2 separate regions of the Mus musculus genome follow, and region 1 is linked to region 2. The links are chromatin contacts, called in public HiCAR-type maps. All regions are on one chromosome and are shown on one strand. The core of a region is the stretch at or near the end of the contact, and the rest is flanking DNA. Distances in the headings are between cores, read along the strand shown.

Region 1 (3,146 bases), core at 431-2,930, 320 kb after region 2:
GAAAGGCGCTTCCCTTGCCTGGGGGAGACCCTGGGTTCGATCCCTTCCACCTCTCTCAAAGACCCAGCTGGTCCTGAGCTCAACTCTGGTTGCAGGAAAGAACACTCCTGCCAGAATAGTCAAATCCCTTGAAGCCTTCCTAGGGAAATTAGGAAGCATTTATAAAAGGTTTGTGGAGGGATTTCGGGGGCTAAGTAAGCTAGTCACTACCAAGGAGCCTCATGACCTGAGCTAGAGCCCCAAGACCCATTTGATGAATGGAGAAGTGTTTCCTCCCAGTTCTCAACCCCGTGCTCCCAACCCAAACAAAAGGAAAAACATTTCAAAAGGGAGTCCCCAGCACACTAATTGACTGGGGTGGACCGTACTTTGCAACTGTGTATCTCCATGCCCAAAGTTACTTAAAACATAACGATTTCCAAGCCGGACAAGAGAAGGCTTACCTGATTTTGTTACCAGTTTTCATCCGGATCCACTGAGGAATAGGGCGATTTTGCTTTTGTTTCTTGGCCAGGAATCGCTTGATTCGGAAAGTCTTGTGAGAAGACTACGAGGAGATGCAACCAGCTTAGTGACACCACAGCCTAGTCTCTTGATTCAGTCACAAATTCCAACAAACTAACATCAGGCCTGCAGAACATACACCCAGGAAAAGCTCCCCGACCTCGAACCACCAAGTCCTTTATCCTCATCACTTCTCTGGAGGAAGAGTTAATGGCTTAAACATGGCTCATAATCAGCACCAAGTTTCTAAGCCCAGGTCCTGTCTGACCTATAAACTGGCTGTCTGCTGGGCTCCAGCGATGAAACACGGAATAGCTGGAGTAGGAGAGGAAACGGACTTACTGGAACAAGGATGGCTTGAGGTTAGGCAAACCCTGGCCAGTTTTAAGTCAATGACACTAGGTACTGTACTCTGTAAGTCTTATCTACCTCCAAGTGACATTGCTGGCTAACCTAAGATTACGGAGCCCTAGACACTCCGTAGGCAAACACCATTACATAAAAAAATGCAACGAAGGCCAAGCGCACTCGTCCCCCTAGACCAGTTGGAGGTTTTATTTAACAAATTCAGATACTAAACCCACTTTGTACCTAGACGCCCATAAGCATAATCTTGCCAGTAGGCAATGACTGATGCGCTGTTAGCAGACGCCTCCAAGGAGTGACGCGCTAACTTCTGAAGGGATCTCAAAGTTCTGTTAACCCTTACTGTGGACATCTCGCTGTGCAAATGGCGATTCATGCTCTTCGATCAGGGACAATCTAAGAGTGGTCCCAAGCCTCTCGTTCTGCCCCCCCCCCATCATGAAGATCACCGTCAGCCCCAGGCTATATGAAACAAGAATACTTTGCACCCCTTGCCAGGCTGCAGGAAGAGCGTTCTCATCCTGCAAGGGTAAATGGACTTGATAATTTCATGCCGCGCCCACAGGCCGATAGGTGTCCCAGCTCCAAAAACGAACACTAAAACCCTGAAAAATACACCCAGCCCTCAATGCTGCGCATGTCTGCCACAAAGGCACAGCGGTCTGTGGCCTCAGGAAAGCCGCTGAGGGACGGATGGCGGCCGATAGTCTTACCATGGCGAGAAGCCGAATCAAGAATAGCGCGCACGATGGCGGAGGAATGGAGAAGAGAAAGGCCGGGACCGGAAGAACGCGATTAGAAGAAGTCGCTAGAGGCGGAGCTTAGGGGGGGATGGATGACTCGCAGCGTCCTCCCTAGCTCCACCCCTGCGCTCCCATGGGGCCGTGGGAACCCAAACCGGTTTATAGAGAACGTAATTCCGAGGCCTCCGCGTCCATGCCTGTTCCTGCAGGTGATCATCATTGTGCTGAGGGCCACAGCCTTGGTGGCCATGGTAGGTGGCCTTTGAGAAGTAACCAAGTAAACCCTTAGCAAACACCTGGAAACGGAGTAGGCGGGACCAACTCTGAGGAGGGCGGGAAAAGGCCTACATCACTTCCAGAGCTGCAACTCCCCCCGCTTCTGCGAGAGGGGCGGGGCTTAGGGTTGGCGATGCACCCTGGAAGGGAGGAAGATGGGGCTGCAGACATCTTTTAATGACTAACTTCACTATTATAGAGAATCCAAGTTCCATTCACAGCACCCATATCAGGCAGCTTACAACCCTCCAGCTCTAGGGGGTAACATGTCTCTGACTTCCAGGGGCACCTACACTTATGATTTACAGGTACACGTCCCCATGTAAACACACACGGACCCATTATCAATAGTACCTAAAAATACTTGATTAAAAGGGAGGCGGAGCTAGAGAGATGGCTCAGCGGTTACGAGCACCATCTGCTCTTCCCGAGGTCCTGAGTTCAGTTCCCAGCAACCACATGGTGGTTCACAACCATCTGTAGTGAATAACTACAGTGTGCTCATATAAATAAAATAAATATGTAAATCTTAAGAAAAAAAAAAGGCGCCGGAAAGTGGTGGTGCACGCCTTTAATCCCAGCACTTGGGAGGCAGACAGACCTCTGAGTTTGAGACCATCCTGGTTTACTCACACGAGTTCCAGGACAGCCAAAGATACACAGAGAAACTCTGTCTCCGGTGGGGTAAAAATCCCATATACCAGGGCCAGGGGAATCGTTAGTAGATAAAAGCACCAGTTACGCAATCCTGCCAACTTATAGTTCAAGTCCCAAAAAGTGAAGATACAGGGCGTGGTGGCCTACACTTTTAATCTTAGCACTTGAAGCAGAAGGATCAATATCTCTGAGCTCAAGGCCAGCCTAGTCTATATACTGAGCTTCCAGCCAGTCAGGATTACTACATATAGACCCTGTCGCTAAATAAATAAATAAATAAATAAGTACTCCTATGTATCTGCAACCCTAAGATTCCTACCGCACAATAGAAGGTGGAGACAGGAGAGAAAGTCCTGGAAGATTGAGGGCCAGCTAGCCTGGAGTATTTAACACAGCAACAGAAACAAGGCAAACCCTGTCTCAAAAAGGTGGAAGGTAAGAACTACTTCTCTTTGACATCTGCTCAACTGCTGTGTAAATAAAACAGAAAGTCAGGTATAGTTGTGTACCCCTATGAGGTCCCTATGAGGCAGACGCCAGAAGATCATAAATTGTGAGCTAGCCTAGGTTATATATTGAGACCTTACTTCTAAAAGGTAA
Region 2 (3,006 bases), core at 250-2,749:
GGAAGGAGGTCCACGAACCCTCCCTCCACTCTGTTGCTCCTATTAGTTATCTCCATTTCACCAAATACAAACCCATGTGCCGTCCTGTTGATTTATACCCCAGTGGACTTTGCCCCCACCACAACTCACAGGGTAAGCAGGATTAGGCCAAGTCAGCATTTGAACTGAAAGTGCATAAAATGAAGGACAAAGGTGGTATCCAAGTGGCACAGCTCAGTGAGCAGAACACACATGGTCAGTGAATAAACAGAGGCCCCAGCCTGCTCAAATAGCCTCCACTCGGACCGCAATGGATACCACCTTGAGCAAGCTTTGCAGATACACAGTCACTTCATTAACCCACTCGGGGCTTCTAATGCTCCATCCTATGTCTTCACCCCCGCCTCCCTCCTCAGTCCTGAGCTCATGGTTCTCACAGCCTGCTGATTTGGACCGCTGAGTAGCACATCTTCACGATCACTTCCAACCCACTGTCTATCAAAGTTACCCATGTTCCCCTAAAACTGTCTTTCTAGACTTTTCCCTTTCTGGGCCATCAGTGTCCTAGATAGCCAAGCTAAGCATCCAGAAGTTAGGCTTGCCTCTGCCGTCCCTTCATCCAACCAACCCAAAGTTCATTTGCTTCTGCATTCATAAGTCTCCTACATGGGTCCTTTTTTTTTTTTTTATTGCCCTGACTCCCAGTCAAAGTCCTTATCAGCTCATAGTGCAGCACATACTGTTCTCTATGAGTGATTCTAAACGTGACTATTAGTACTGAGTGGGAAGATATAGTAGGCACCGGGCCAAGTGGATGTTCATTATGTCATCCAATCCTTACAACAATTCACAAAGTAAGCACTGTTGTTACTATATCTGCGTGTGAGTGCCTGTGTGTGTGTGTGTGTGTGTGTGTGTGTGTGTGTGTGTGTGTGTCACAGTGCACATACAGAAAGAAGTCAGACAACTTACGGGAGTCAGAGATCTCTGTCCGCCACGCAGGGCAGGTTCTGGAGCTTAAACTCAGATCGTCAAGTCTTGGCAGCAAGCACTTTTACCTGTTGAGCCATCTTGCCTATTGAGATGAGAAAACTGAGGCACTGTAGATTACAAGCCCATCTTTGAGCAACGGAACTGGGACAAAGGCCATGCATGCAGGTTTGCCTCCCGGATCAGAGCTCACTTCAGTCCATGGGTTTCTTGCAGAACAAATGTTCTTTTGCCCTGTCACTGTGGCTCCTCTATCACCTTTAGAGAATAAAGGCCGGCCCATTAGCTTGGCATGTTTCCCTCACCGACTTCACTGTGCGTGCTGTATAGAAGCCCTTTGTATAGGGAGTTGCAGAATCAAATGTCTGTAAGAATTCAGAAACAGCATGGACAGGAGAGCTAGGGAGACCCAGATAACGGGCACTCAGCCCCAAACAATAAGCCTTTAAATGCATTCTAAGCCATCGTGCCTTTTGAAAGCATTCTGGAGAACTAAACTCTCTGCTCACAGAATGTGATTAGCATTTAAATATGCGTAGCAGAAAAGAGTGAAGTGAGCTGGTGGAGGCTGCAGCTAAACTGCAAGAGTCTCCTCTCAGAAGGATGGTTGCCATTTAGAAATGCAAGCCCAGTTTTCAAGGGAGCCCCTAAATTTACATCCAGATTGTGATGTGAAATCTTTCTTTCTTTTTTTTTTTTTTTAAGGCTGCAAATAAAAAGTACTGTCTGGGCAAAGCACAACATGCCTTCTTTTGGCCTCTGTTCAATTGAAGCATCCAGTTGCAATAGTGAAGAAGTTCCCCTCCCCCAAGCCCTGAAGACCAAACGTATTTTATATTCTGGTCAACAGGCCTTTGTTCCTGCAGCTACCTCTCTCTGCCTAAGCATCACTTCTGTCTCTGTAAAGGTTCAACTGAACTTACGTTGGTAGTAGTATCTGTTGCTTTTGTTTGCTGGCTTTTCCCACCCATAAGGCACACATTTTCAGATAATGCATAAAGGCAGCTATTTAAGCCTTTGAGAACCACAATGCAGGCACTCTAGCCCACTGGAGAGGGAGTCCTGGGGAAGAAGAAACTAAATTAACTATAGGGTACCTTCTCTGAAAAGGTGGATGCTGTTTTTCACTGACTCCCTCTTCTACTCCCATGTCTATGGGCACAGTCGTTGTATTCCCAAAAGTTGTGGGTGAGTAACTCCTTTTAAAGGGTGCTGTTAGCCTCACCGTGGGTCCTCTCACTTTGACAATTTTCTTCCATAGCATTTTTTCCTCTTTTACCCTTTTTTATCTCAACATCATTGCTCTGCTGTCCCTTCCCTGCCAAAACTACCTCCTGGTAGCAGCTATCTTATTTTCCCAAGCAGAAATAGTCTCCTCAATGCCAGTGTCTTCGTTTGCTTAGTTTTGAGCATCCCTACTCTGGAACTCTGAAAACCAAAATACTCTAAAGTCAGAAACTTGGAGCATCCACATGATGGAAGATTCCACAACTGATCTCAAGTAAAGGACTGCAAACAAATACAGACACGCTGGAAAGACTGTCGATGGGGTGGGGGAGATGGTTATTACATACGCACAAGGGCTTCAGTTTGAATTCCTCAAACCTGTATAAAGCTAGGCATGACAGTAGTGTACTCTAAAATTCTAGCACTCCTCTTTTGAGATAGGGGACAGAATTAAAGGAATCCACAGAAACTCGTGGCCCAGATGGCCTCACCTGCACAGCAGTAAACAGAGATGCTATGTATCTAATAAGACAGAACTGAGGACCACATCTGAGATGTCCTCTAACCTCCACACATAAGACCCAGCACACATGTACCATCACACAGACACACACACACCATATACACATGCATATGAATATATGATAATAAAAATAAAAATTTAATAAAACAGCATAAAGTTACCTTCATGCTTTGTAAAATAAAATATATATGAAACATAAGTGAATTCCATGCTTTAAACTTTGCTCCCATTCAAAGATCTCTCTTTATATGTAAGTATTCCAAAATTAAGAAATATTCAAAATTTGA

Evidence for each region. HiCAR-type assays count read pairs that join an accessible place to other places.
Region 1: a contact with region 2 is called in a HiCAR-type map of embryonic stem cells, with 2.2 times the contacts expected there. The contact joins the promoter of Rpl39 here to the enhancer-like site in region 2. A contact is called at or near these places in 10 of 39 promoter capture datasets (the C10 cell line, the HPC-7 cell line, cranial neural crest and 6 more), 7 of 484 Hi-C or Micro-C datasets (the AML12 cell line, Th1 cells, adipose-derived mesenchymal stem cells and 3 more) and 3 of 115 datasets of contacts at active chromatin or transcription factors (astrocytes and embryonic stem cells).

Annotation. Positions count from the first base shown.
Region 1 is chrX:37,083,542-37,086,687 of GRCm38.p6, forward strand. Rpl39 (ribosomal protein L39) reads right to left here and starts at 1,681. Exons shown (of 3, transcript NM_026055.2): 1 at 1,584-1,681; 2 at 444-547. The coding sequence starts at 1,586.
Region 2 is chrX:36,762,347-36,765,352 of GRCm38.p6, forward strand. The region is part of intron 3 of Slc25a43 (solute carrier family 25, member 43); the gene reads left to right. Among named protein-coding and RNA genes, the nearest start is that of Gm23613, 13 kb to the right of the region's middle. Within about 2 kb of position 1,500, at least 36 of the 459 cell types and tissues checked have an H3K27ac peak or open chromatin away from gene starts, as enhancers often do. A contact at or near this core is called in embryonic stem cells and liver, where this site is marked.